2 separate regions of the Neogale vison genome follow, and region 2 is linked to region 1. Evidence: chromatin contacts called from public Hi-C data. All regions are on one chromosome and are shown on one strand. The core of a region is the stretch at or near the end of the contact, and the rest is flanking DNA. Distances in the headings are between cores, read along the strand shown.

Region 1 (6,841 bases), core at 1,375-3,874:
ATTCCCAACCTGGGGTTTCCTTGTAGCCTCAAAGGCTCAGCTGGTTGTATTTACTATCAAGACAAATGATCCTCAGAAAAGCCTTCTCTCCTTTTTTTCATTGTAAATAGCCCAAGATCATTATTGCAGTACCTTCTTCTCTCTCCCCTTCTAAATCTATACATAAGATGTTTTGCAGAATATATAATGATGGTAGGAATTTCACTAAGATTTACCTGAGCAGTCACTTAACATGCAAAGGGGATGGCAATGGCGACCCAAGGACAAACAGATGTTTACAACAGCCTCTTGCTTTTGTAACCAGCTTTTGGATTATTACCATATAACACAGTATCTTGAAATATTATGGTCACATAAATACTTACAAGTTTCAGTAAATGCGTAACTTATCTGAAATTGCATATTTGGGGGTTGACATTTGACTCTAGAGTTTGTCATTTAACGGTCTGGTGGGGTTGGCGGGAGAACTGGAAGTCTTTACCTTTTCTTAGAGCAAAGTTTTAAAAGAGTTGTAGATTCCACCAAGGAGAAAGAGATCCCCCTTAGGAAAGCAAAATGCCAGTGTCTTTCTCTTTCTCTTTCCCATTCTTCAATTATTATTATTAAGAATTACGTTCATTCTCTGGGCAAAGCCACCAGTTCTGAAGTATTTCTTCAAGTTGCCCTCTTGCTCCACTTTTAATCCATTAACTAGTGGTCTTCAGTTTGTTGATGACTTTTTTCTCTTTGACCCTCCGGTTCTGGAACCAGATTGTAACCTGCCGCTCAGAGAGATTTGTTGTGGCTGATATCCGCCTCCGTTTGTCCTTGGTAATGAATTTGTTTGTAGCATATTCCCGTTCCAGTTCTTTTAATTGCACCTTGGTGTAGGGGACGCGCTTCTTTCTCCCCCGCCTGTAGGAGCTGGCATCTGAGGGATGAGAGACCACGTCTGGAAGATAGGGAAGAAGGCAAGTTACACAGGGATCACACCCAGGCCAGGACACAGGCGACAGCTCAATCTGAGCCACCCCCCTTGCTGCGCCCAGCTGCCCTTTGCCATGCATTGCACAATCCAGCTTTCCACTACAATCTGGAGGGTCGGTGGGGAGGGTGGTTAGTTCTGCACTGAAACGAAATCGCCTAGGACTCCAATGACCACCCCAACCGGGCCATCCTGTCCGCACAGCGCGCTGGGTTCGCTTGATCTCCTGGCCCAGCGGCCCACACCTTAGCGCCAGGGGACAACACTTCTATGCCTGACTCCTCTCCGCACACCCCAAGCCCCAACACTTGATGCTTCTACAGTGAAGCCATTTCGAGAGCACGAATACGGGCAATTTGGGAAACAGTTTCCAGGTCAATTTTCCATCCTTAAGTCGATGTCAAGGGCTGGGGAGGGCGGGGCGCAGAGAGAAAAGGGAGCCCGCCAGGGTCCCACAAGCTTCTTCCCAGCCATCCCTCTCCCAGGGAGAGCCAGGAGCCAGCCTAACTCAAGGGTAGGGCGGGCCGCGCCAGCCAGCCACGGTCGGGCGCCCAGGGGTGCAGCGCCCCCCAGGACAGGCCGGGAGAGGGGGAGAGCAGAGGGGCAGGAGAGTGACCCGGGAGCGAGCGGCAGAGAAGCTGGAGCAGAGCCGGAGGACCGGGGTTGAGAAGGGGGCGCCATTTACCGGGCAGAGTGGACTTCCAGAGATGGGGAGGCTGCGCCTGCTCTTTAGGGCAGTACATTTGGCCGTTCCAGCCGTTGGGCAGCGCCCAGGGCTGGTAGCTTTCCATGGGAAGACCCAGGGGCTCGTGGCGCGACTCGCCGGGGCCCCCCAGGCCGGGCACCACCGGCATATCCAGGTAGCCAGGCACGGGCTGATGGTGGTGGTAAGGCCCGGGCGCGTAGCCTTGGTGGTAGAAGGCGAACTCCTTAGCGCGGGAGCTGAACTCATCGGCCGCGGGGCCGGCGGTATCCATGTACTTGTCAGCGAAGGCGGCCGCAGCAGCGGCGGCCGAGGCGGGCTGCGCGCACGACTTGATGGCGTTGGGGTGCGGGCCCATGCGGGCGCACGGGTAGTAGCCGCTGCCGAAATAGCCGTAGGGCAGCGCCGCGGGCCCCGACGAGCTCTGCGCCGCCGCCGAGCAGGGACTGCACTGCTTGGCGGCCTCGGCGCCCGCTGGGCCCGCGGGGCCGGGCCCTCCCGAGGACGACGCAGCCGCGGCGGCGGCGGCGGCGGCGGCGGCGGCAGCGGCGGCGGCTGCGGCCGACGGGGGCGCCTCCCCGGGCGCGCTGTTGTAGGCGGCCGCGGCGCCCGGCGCCAGGGGCGCCGGATGCGCCATCAGGTTGCGGCACTGGTTAGCTGCGGCCGCCGCGGCCGCTGCGGCCGCCGCTGCCACCGAGAAGTTGCCCCCCGCGGCCGCAGCCGCCGGGTGGGGGAAGCCCCCGCCCCCGGCCCCGGCCGCCGCCGCCGCCGCTGCCGCCGCCGCCGCCGCCGCCGCCCCTTCCATGTTCTTGTTGAGTTCGTCGGCCACCAAGCCACCGCCGTTGTCGTAGAGAAACATGACGGTGGGCTCGATCCAGCGGGGGTGGAGGAGCACGGAGGCTGTCATAGCCCGAGCCGCATGGAGAAGACCCCAGTGGCGCTGTTTTAAAAAGCCCCCAAGAAGTGAAGAGCGCGCGGCGCGGGGCCGGGGCCCGAGCGAGGGGGGCGGATCGCGCCCCGCGGGGTCGCGCCAGGCGGCCGCCCATTGGCCCGCCCCCACCCCGCTCCGCCCACGGCGTATGCAAAGCGGGCGGCTCCAACCCCGGTTCTGCGCTGTGCACCCGCGGTCCCCGCCGTCGCCCGCGCCGTCCCCAGCGCCAGCGCCAGCGCCCGCCGCGCGGCCGCGAACCATTCACCCAGGGGAGAGGCGGGGGACGCGGGCGAGTGGGGGCGGAAGACGGCGGGTGGGGTAGGGAAAGAAGGGCGGCCTCCTTGCAGCTCCCTCTTCCCTTCCTCTGTCCCAGTGGGGCCCAGGACAGAATTAGGCGGGGAGGGGACGGCGGCGCGCTGTTGCGTGGAGACCTGAAGCAGTGGGAGTAGGTCAGGTAAATCGGCGGACGGCTGGGGATGGGATAGAAATGAAAATGGGGCGTAGTCCAGGCTGGATGTTTCTTGGGGCCTTTGAAGCTGTTTTCTTTCCAGGTATCCGCGAGTCTTTCTGCAGTGGGACCGTAGCGTGGACACTAGCGCTTTCGGCTACGAGAGCGTCAAGATTTGACTCCCTCCAGGGGATCGTGGCGGGGCATTTGCGGATGCGCCTGGCTCATGGGTCCCAGGACGTTCCCCTGGAAAGCTTGGACTGTGTTTAGGAGCGCTCTCGGCTTTCCTGTCTACAGTGCTGGCGGGCAATATCATACACTTGCACTTAGGCCCATAGGGTGTCAGAACGACGCCCTCACACCCACACTGACATACGCACTCATATTCAAGTGTACTCTGATCAGACGCTCACACTTAGGTATAGAGACTGTGCCACACTCTGCCCTGATAACAACTTTTCCTTCTCCAGAGACTTGGGAGCAATCTGTGAGCAATATTCTCTGGTACTCCTGCATCTCCAACCAGGCTGCCCTGTCCTGAAAGTTTAAAAGGAACAGCCCCGGGTGCTGATTGGGACTCCCTTTCTAGGGCCTAATGAGGCTTCATAGATCTTGGGCTGGAGCCCGTTCTTCAGGCACATGGACACTCCCCATTTCACTTCATTTTGGAGCAGGAGAAGGGGGCTTGATGGAACTATTTATGCCTTCCACCCAAGTAGAACTGGGGAGAGCATTGTCTCCAGCCTGCAGAGAGGGTGCCCAGTCCTCCTCTGTCCAAGAACCAGCCAGAGAAGTCTTTCCTCTGTATCTGGAAAATGCAGACCCTTTCGTGAGAACACGGTGGGGTGTTGGTGGTGGAAGAGCCAAACAGCCATCATTTTTTGGTGGGGGATTCTGGGGGTACTTTGGGGTTGCTTTGGGGTTACATACTTCCATTACTGATTGTGGAGGCTGTGAGCTGATCAAATGTCCAGAAGGGGAACATACGTTCAAAGTGAAAGTGGGTGTATTCTACAGGAATATCAGGTTTGGGGAGAGTGCTGGACTCCCTTTCATCCCAGGGCGTTGGGATGGGCATCAGAAGTGTGGACTTGCCATCTCATTCCAGCTTGCAGACTCAGCCAGAAGCTCAGAGTGTTGCAAATGTCCCCAGCCCCTAGTCCCTGCCCTGATCTGCTCCCTAAGGCTCCTGGTTTTCCTGCAGAGCCCAGACCAATGAGGCTGGGCTCCAGCTTTTATCTGCCTTGATCCTTGGGTTTGCCGGGACCAATGTTTAAGTGCTGCCCAATAAAGCCTTCTATGACACCCCGTCCCATCATACATGTATGCAGTGTACCTTTTCCGTCCTGCCTTTTTAGTAGCTCCGGGTAAATATTGATCTGCCTCCAGTTTACCTCCTCCCTGAATGGCCATTTGCAGACTAAGGAACTAGCCTCTGTAGGGACTTGAATTTTGTGTTACTTTCCGGCCCTGTTCGCCCCCCTTCCTTCCTCCAAGTGGCATTGTAAAACTCACAGTGACAAAGAGACAGGATAGGGTTCGAGGCCCCAGTTCCTGAGGACTTGAGGACTGTTTTACATACGGGACAGACACGGCTAGAGGCCAAGGTCAAGTTGAAAGTTGCAGTCTAGCCGGTGTGAGAACTGCCATGCCAGCGGGGAGATTCAGGGAGCTGCCACAAGGCCCACTGCTCACCTTCCTTCTCTCACTCTTCATTCTTTTTTCTTTGGAATTACTCTTTCTTGCTCTGTTTGGTTTACCCAGTTTTGTTTTTTTCCCCCTTGCTTTTGTAAAGATTTTGGGGCGGTGTTTACAGACTCTTCTTCTCTGCCTCCACCCTGCTCTCTTGGCCCAGGCTTCGAGCCTCTTCTGTTTTCCAGCCAGACCCAGAAAAACGAAAACACAGCACTGGGAGCCCCCACCAGCCGGCGCCTGTGCCAGCTCACCTCTGGCCATGGCGCAGCTGCTGGTGCACACAGCGGCCAAGGCCAGCTCCACATTCCTCCCTCCCTCTCCCCACTTCACCGGAGACGGAGCCCTGGATGCAGAGGAAGGGCCCCAGCTCCACGGACTGCCAAAGTCGACTGGGTCCCTCCTCACCAAAAATGGTGAGACAAGATTTCATCTTGTCTGCTGAGAAGCAACAAGCAGGTTTGTCTGGGAGGGACTGGCGCTGCGGGAAGATTTTGGTTTGCATCTCGAATTAGGTTTTGCTCCCGAAACTTGTCGGCTCCTGAATTATTTATTGAGCTTTGCGGTAGATCTCTAGCGATCAAGTAATTTGGATATTTTCTTAGTTTCCCATATCTTTCTATCAACTTATAAACACTTTTAAGGCATGGTTACTTAGAGGGAGGCAGCCTGCTTGTTCCCTTTTTTGTCTTGGATCTCGATATATATATGCAATGATTTTTTTTTTTAAAACCAAGCAAGTCAATGGCGTCCTGGTGTGCCTTCACTGTTTTTAAATCTGCAGGTCCTGTTGGATGTCCGGTTGTAGCCACCGACCAGTGGGGATAGTTTCTAGAATTTGAATGAGTTCTGTGAATAATTTTGGGTCTTAGTTTCTAGAATTTCTACTCTCTTTGAAACAAGAAAATCTCTCTCCTTCCGTGTCCGTTGGCCAGGGAAATATGAGATTCATTAATGATTCCTAATACTATTTCTTTACCTCTTAGCTCTTCCAGACAGCCACCAAACTGGTTTTCTGTGGGAAAAGAAATGTTGAAGGGCAGTGAAGAAGTGTGTGGTGAAGGGGTGTGCCTTGGAAGCAAGCACAGATTCTCCTAAAGTTCTTCCTCTTTTTCTAAAGGCGAGATCAAGACTCACTTGCCTGCAAAGCTAGTTGGGTCTGATCCTCTGAAGCCATCTCTCTGCTTTTTTTTTGTCTGTCAGGCTCATGGATAGCCCTGTAGGGAGGCACCATCAACCTGAATCTTGGAGATGGCAATTTTATTCTCAGACTCTTTGTGGGCTAGGCTGGGGACGTCAGGGTACCCACTGGGATCTGCATCTGCGGGCACAGTGGCCATTGAGCAACAGGGCGGCAGGAGTAGAGTTAGGCTTTGTCTGGGGCTCCCTGATTTCTTCCGGAGGAGCCCTGAGTGGGCAGCATGGGCAAGATCAGAGGGCGGCATCTTAGTGGTTTGGCCTTTGTTCCAGGAGCTGCCAGACCCCTTCCCTTGCCAGATCCTTGGCAGGCATGGCTTCTAACCTCCTAGTGCAGGCCAGGGTGCCCTGCAGGGTTTTGGCTGCCCTGGAACCTCCTGCTGAAGAAAGAGACCTTGGCTGTGTGTTTTTGGGCGGTGGGAGGTGATGGTATTCGCTGCCAGCTTGGGTCACAGAGCCCTGGGTTTTCAGGGTTGGACGAGAAAAGGACAAAAGGAAACCAGGTTTTAATCGAGTTTGATTTTCACTAGCAAATGAAATTTACCTGCTCTCACTTTAACTTGGAGGAGGCTGTCAGCACTAGTCCCTGGCACTGTTTCTCTGCATCCATCCAGCATTAGGATAAACATTCCTCCCCTGGTTTTAAAGACACTTTGTATTTCAGGATATTCATGTGTTTCTAATGTATCCAAGCAGCTTTACGAGCTGCATTTGCAGAACATCTTAACCCTCTCTCTCCCACCGCAGGAGGGGTGGGGGGCATGGAGATAATGGCAAAGGAAGAAAGATCCAAAGGGGGGAGTGGAAATGGCTGAGGAGCTGAGGCTGGCTAAGAGAGAAAGAGAACAAGAGAAGGAAAAACACCCAAACCTAATCGTATCTCAGAATCTGTGGTTGACCAGACTG
Region 2 (6,437 bases), core at 1,815-4,314, 630 kb after region 1:
TTATTTGTTCAAGCAGTATAACCAAGCATATCCTATCTAATATAAAGTATACACAATTTTATTTTTTATTTTTTTAAAGTATATACAATTTTAATGCTGCATTTAGATTATTTTTTTCCTTATAGCTCAGACACCCCCTTAAAAATGCTAATTATCCTTCAAGCCCTGGCTCACATTACGTTTCATATTTTATCACTGCTCTGGCCCACACGTATTTCATGTGGACACCCCATCCTGACTACAAGAAAATCACAAGGATCAGTAATTGGTTATTTTCTAATTGCTCATCAATAGTAATATTACATCCCTTATTAGACTGGAGGCTTTGAAGGGCAGGGATCATATCACAGACATTATTGTACCCTCTGGGTAAAAGAGGGAAATTAGCAGCTTACAGACAGAATCTAGCTGAAGAGTAGAGCAGTCAATAGTTCACAGTATTTGAACTTTTCCATTATTTGCGTACAACGAGGATGTTACTGAGCATGTTTTCCCTGTATAGTTATATTGAACATCTGTGAGCAGAGCTGCAAGCAGTCATTAACTGCTATAATTTTTACCACCCATGGAAATTACCATTTCTCTGACTATATACTAATATTGACAATATACTAACTCATTGGACTATCAATTGGCCTGTTCACTGTAGCTTTCCCCAGATGAACTAAGGACTGGAAGAGAAACAGTGATGTTTATAACAGCCTTCCATCTTGTACAAGTCCTTGGAGCCCCTTTCTATTTGCTGGAGGGGATGCTGCCTGATTCAAGAACCCCTGATTCAAAATTTAGATCTTTAAATTTACTCAGATGGATTTTGTTTTTTAACATGTTTCATTTATATCAATAATCTGATTTGGGACTTTGTGAAGTCACTTAGGCCAGCCCTCTATCTAAAGATTTTTGCTTTCAAACCATGCAAAATACTAGAGTTCTTAAAAGGTAAGAGGCTCACTGAAGGTCACGGCTTAATAAATGATTGCGGTAGTACTGAAACAGAACCTAGCAAGGGGCAGCATTAAATACTCAGCACAGGTTGGGGGCACTACCCATCCTGTCACGTTGGGATAGGATATTATCCTGACGATAGGATATACGGTCAGGATGGGATATCATACTTGGCGGAATTACAACTTCTGAGCTCTCAGGAGAAATACTTTGGACCTGGCCCCAAGCTGTGAATAGGATCTAAAAAGGGAAAATGTGCGCCATACGGCAATAAAGAATAAAGATCTTTATTTTAAGTCAATCACGCACAAGCCTGTGATGAAGGTTTAAAAAAAAAAAAAAAGCAATTGATTTTTCAAAGGTAAATGGATTCAGTAGGTCTGGGGTGGCAGCTGAGACTGTACATTTTTGACAGGTTCCCAGGTGACACTGATGCTGCTGCTTTGAGAACCACTGAGTTGGACTACTCAAGTGCAAGCATGTCAACATGCCTGGAAGCACTACAGGAAAGTATTTTATTGTCAAATATGGAACCTCGCAGTGCCAGACAGAGCAAGTGTGGGGATATGTTCTATGACAGGGTGACAACACAAAAATAACTAAAATAATGCCCAATTTGCTGGAAAGCACACAACAGGTTTGGGTCAAGTCTTCAAAAAGAGGGGTGATTTAAGGTTACAAAAGGAAGGCGTGGGCTTGGGCTCCTGCTGTTGGATTACAGGAGGGCTCAGGAGGAATGTGGCTTCCAGAGAGCTAGGAACTTTCAGGGATGCCAGTAGTCCAATTCTACCTCTGCCTTTGGTGAAAGAATTAGAGTAGCTAATCCACTCAAGAAACACAAGTTGGAAATAGGCTTCAACCCTAAGTACCACTAATAACCATGTATACACATACTTGTTTACAGTAGTTAACTGTGTGCAAGCGTGTAACCGCATAGGGTTAGAATCCTACTGGACTGCCACCCTTAAAATCCTATCACACAGATGGCTCACAGGTATAAATAACTTAAGGCAAGTACCTCTGGTGTTTGAGGAACCAAAAGCCTCTGGCCCTGGCCCAGGACTAGTCAGGAGTCTTATGAATTATATCCCAAAATAAAGATGTTATAGTAACGTTTTGTACACTCAGTCTTTAGCTTTTTTCAAAACTTCAGCCTCATTTGGCAACTGATGCCTCTTGGGAAGCAAAATTACTTACATCATTAAAACTTCATCAAGTAATAATTTTATTACAGTTAACATAAATAACCGCAGTAAATAAGTAAAGGGTGATCAATTTGTTCTTGATAGCTCAAGGGAGTCATTATTTAGCTCTGATACAGAAAATCAGGACAATATTTGAACTGCAAACTACGCGTCGACTATCCATTTGGGTGTGTTTTAAGTTTAGCACATTCTATAACTGAACTCTATAAGCAGGTCGGCTTCAAAAACAAGGTCTCGCAGAACGGCTAAGTCTAAATAAATGATGATGTGTCATCTGGCAGGTCAAGTTATTTTTTCTGATTTCCCCTGCTTCCCTTCCTGACACCAGTGGGCAGAAGGAAAACCCTGTTGTAATGAAATGTAAAATGAAATTCTGCTCTGACGTGAAACAAGGAGGGAACGTATGCATAAATACGGAGTACCCCTTCCTTCAAAGTCAGCAGGAAGTGTCTTTAGCCTGTCTGGTTTGCCTCACCAGCCCAGGACAAATTTTACACTATATTCATGCGCCCCCCCCCCACCGGCCTCTACCACTAACAGAATAAGATACAGCCTGCTACGATAGATTATCATAATATAATGATTGAAGGAAAAATATATGGTATAATACAGAGAGGCCTAAATACCTATAAGTGGAAAAAAGCATAAATGACTGTTTTAATTAATTTCCTAATGTAAAACACAGCTGCAGTAATGTTGGCAAGTCTCACCCGCCTGTTTTAAATTTGTGACATGAAATCATACCACTTAATTAAGTCTTAATGCACAAAAATATATTTTATTTACTTTTTATGGAATATCAGCATTTAGAGCTTTCTATTTATGTGTGTAAACGCTTTATAAATTACTTGAAATGATTAAAAAAACTGACTACTAGTAATCGGCAGTTACAATGTACCAGTTTTGGTTTCAATAATGAAATGCCTTTTTGGTAGACTCCTGCTGCTACGTGAACTAGCTCTAGGCTATTAAAGTAATGAGTCCCGCCAGAGTCCTCCAATCTCTTGCTTGGTACAAAACTCAAGAGAAGGACTTTGCCCACAATTCCTAGTCTGTTTACCCGACTGCCACCAGGCTGACCGTCTGACTACAGGAACGTTATGAAGCCTCTGGGCTTACCCTCCCCCCTTCCAGCAAGTATGGCTTTATCCCTTTTTCCAAGGGAGGACTAAGAAAACGCGGTATTAGAGAGCCCTCTGCAGGCCAGAAGTTTCGAAGGCGCTTACCAGCATGGACTTAAATTTACAGTATAGTTGTAAAGCTATTTATCAAAAAGGCAGGCAGACATTGATTCTTCCAAAGGACTCACTTTAAAAACAAAAACAAAAAAACACTTCTGTCAACGCCTGCTGCCTTTTATACAGTTTCCTTTTATACAAACTTTCTGTAAGCCCCTGTGACATCTTCCTAAAATGCACTGCAAAGTATTAAGGACAGTATCATCATGGTCACCGAAATAATTCTTAAGATTATCTGTGAAGAACATGGGGCCCTGAGGAGTTCACTTAAGAAAAAAAAGAGAGAGCAATTTCTAGTACATCTGGGTTTTAGGGGTCAGGATACAGGGAAGAAACTAGAAGTTAGCTATGTGGACAAACGTCATGATTGCCTCAGCCGAATTTTCATTCTAGTGACTGAAGTGTATGCCTAGCAAAATCCAGTGAAAGTCTCAAGTGTTTTAGGGAACCGAGTACAAATTTTTACAGGGCATTTTATGTTGTGTTTTAAACTTTTTGGACAGAGCAAATATAAATCATTACTGAAAAAAATCCATACATAAAGATAAATATGAGGAAGTATATTGAAGACAGAACAAAAATAAAACAAGCTCTCATTTTCATTCAGATGGTACCTTCAAACCACATTTTATGTTAGTTGTAAAATATTCTTAAAGTCAGCAAAATAACCAACACATTTAATAGGAAATTTTTAAATAATATTTTCAAGTCAGCAAAAGTACTAACAAATTTTAATAGTGGGTGATTTTTTCCCCCCAGAACAGTCAAGAGAGTATTAATTTAAAAGAGGAAGCATTTGGCCACAATATTTCCTTTTATTGAGTTTCACCCGTGCCCGGTAATTCCCATAGTTCCTGGAGCACCCAGAGATACATGCTTCTCGTAATTCTCTTAGGGTCTGGGGTTGGCTCCCCAAAGTTCCTCTCTATGGCAGGAAGATGATACGGTTTACATTCATCTGGAAGCCTGGATAAGTGGAATAAATGGGAAGACATATGACGACGGAAAAGAACCCGATACTGTAGGTATTGAAACTTCCCTCCTCAGGACTTTTAATCAGTTAACACGATCTTTTTGAAGGATCTATAGGGAGGGTCAAGAGGCAGCAGTGGTCTGGGGCGAGGACCAGGGCTGCAAATGTTGGCAGTCAATCTGTGGCTGACTCTCCATGTTTCCCTGGGGAGCCTGGTGACAGTCTAACCAGCCAACTGCACACTCTCTGGTGGCTTGGCTGCTTTTCCCAAAGACGCACATTCAGTGTTGGAGGGTTTTCTGATCTCCTCGACTCCAGGGCGTAGACGAGACCAGCATGTTCTCAGGGTAATGTCAGCAGACGTTTTGGTTCCCGTAAAATGACTCTTCCAAATTAAAATCCCAAATTAAAAAACACCGAGCTTCCAGCTCTGTGGAGTTCAGAAACAAGTGCTCTCAGCATGAACTGTCAACAGCCGAAGTTAAAATAGGGCAGCTGCTGGTTCCTGTGGCATCATCTCCGCGCACCCCATCCCAACCTCACAGAGCTGAATGTCAGACATTATCCTACCCAGCCTGGAATCCGGCTGCCAGGCTCTGCCTCCTCCACTGGGGGCTTATCTCCCACCGGGAGGCTGTGGCCGACTGGATGGAGGCGCACGCTTCCCAGCAGATGTCCGGCTGCCAGCAATGGGAGCGCAACCAGGCCTGGCGCCGCCAACATTTACAGTCATTCCTCCCGCCCCCGCTCCCCACGGCCCCCCAAGCTCCCCCAAGCCCAGTCCCACCAAGGCCTGGCCTGCCAGCAGACTTGGCCACGAGGACTGGACAGGTGATGAGGATTAAGCCGAGCGTTATTTGCATATCCCCAACACAGGGAAGGAAATTAACACCACAGTGACATGATTTAGTGGCTGAACTTAAACCCGAGAAAGTCCTAGACCAATTTCTGAACACCAGGCAACTGAGGGAAGCAGATCTGAAATGCAACACATCTGGCAGGGACGGGCTAGTGCAGAGTTAATGGAAGAAACAGAAAGAAAACAATCAGTTTGGGTCCAAAGTGTTTAAAATTTACCCACAGAGTATGCGTGGGCTTTCTTCTTGGACACAAGAAATGCCTCCTTCACCTCATTCTTGCTGGATGGGGTGTGTCTGTGTGTGTGCGTGTGTGCGCGCGCACTGGTGCTGATCTGGGCCATTATCACTATCTGTGCAGGAAGCATTTCCAGACCCTGGCGAGGTCTGCAGTCTTGTTGCCTGCCATTAGCCTGCAGCCAAATTCAGAAACAGTCTGACAATTAGGTATTTCAGAAACAGAATGTATTTTGGAATTTTTTTTCACTATAATAAGTAGGAGCATAAAGACATTTCGTAAACATTTCACAAAAGTCGAGTGAATAAATAAAGAGGGAATTAACACCCGTCAAGTGTATTTTCATCTTCCTGAAGCCTTTTCTTTCTAGAAAGCCAGGAAGGGAGGTGATTTTTTTTTTTTTAATAGGAGTATTTAGACAACTGTGTCATCCAATGGAAGCAGGCAAGAAGGTGGCTCACAGTTCAATCTGCTGTTATATTAACATACCTAGAAAAGCAGATGCCATTAAAAGGTTATTATTTTTATGAAGCCAGTAAGGTTCCATGTGCATTCTCCGGGCAGATCCGCATAAGATGCTTTCACTTGTTTTCTGCTAAATAAGGAGTTTGCTCCCCGTGAGCACAAGCCTAGAACTGCGTACAACACAAAGCACCACACACACCCTAAACACAACACCCTCCAGTGTGGTATGCCTCCCTATAAAGTAATCAGACTACTTTAAGACAAATTCCAGAGCACATATAAAAAGACAGCGCTCCCCTCGCTCACACGGCCATCTTATGCAGCCCCATGGACCTCTGTCTACCACGCGGACATTACTCAAAAACATCTTATACCTTCTCCTCAAAACAACTTTGGGAAAAGCCTGGAATTTGGTGGCGTTTCACTGAGGGAGAAACTCTTGGTCACTGTGGAGCCAAAGGCCATTTGTAATCAAGTCTGGAGAAGAGGACAGGAGGACTCAACCTCCAAGGCCCC

The links. Hi-C and Micro-C count contacts between places; a contact is called where the count stands out from the background.
Region 2: a Hi-C map of fibroblasts shows a contact between it and region 1, with 9 times the contacts expected there. The contact joins the enhancer-like site here to the promoter of HOXA13 in region 1. A contact is called at or near these places in 2 of 3 Hi-C or Micro-C datasets (fibroblasts and muscle).

What each region holds. Positions count from the first base shown.
Region 1 is chr4:182,653,220-182,660,060 of ASM_NN_V1, forward strand. HOXA13 (homeobox protein Hox-A13) reads right to left here and starts at 2,625. Exons shown (of 3, transcript XR_006384145.1): 1 at 1,650-2,625; 2 at 366-931.
Region 2 is chr4:183,278,292-183,284,728 of ASM_NN_V1, forward strand. All of the region lies in intron 2 of JAZF1 (juxtaposed with another zinc finger protein 1), which reads right to left. Among named protein-coding and RNA genes, the nearest start is that of TAX1BP1, 160 kb to the left of the region's middle. Within about 2 kb of position 3,065, the one cell type or tissue checked has open chromatin away from gene starts, as enhancers often do. A contact at or near this core is called in fibroblasts, where this site is marked.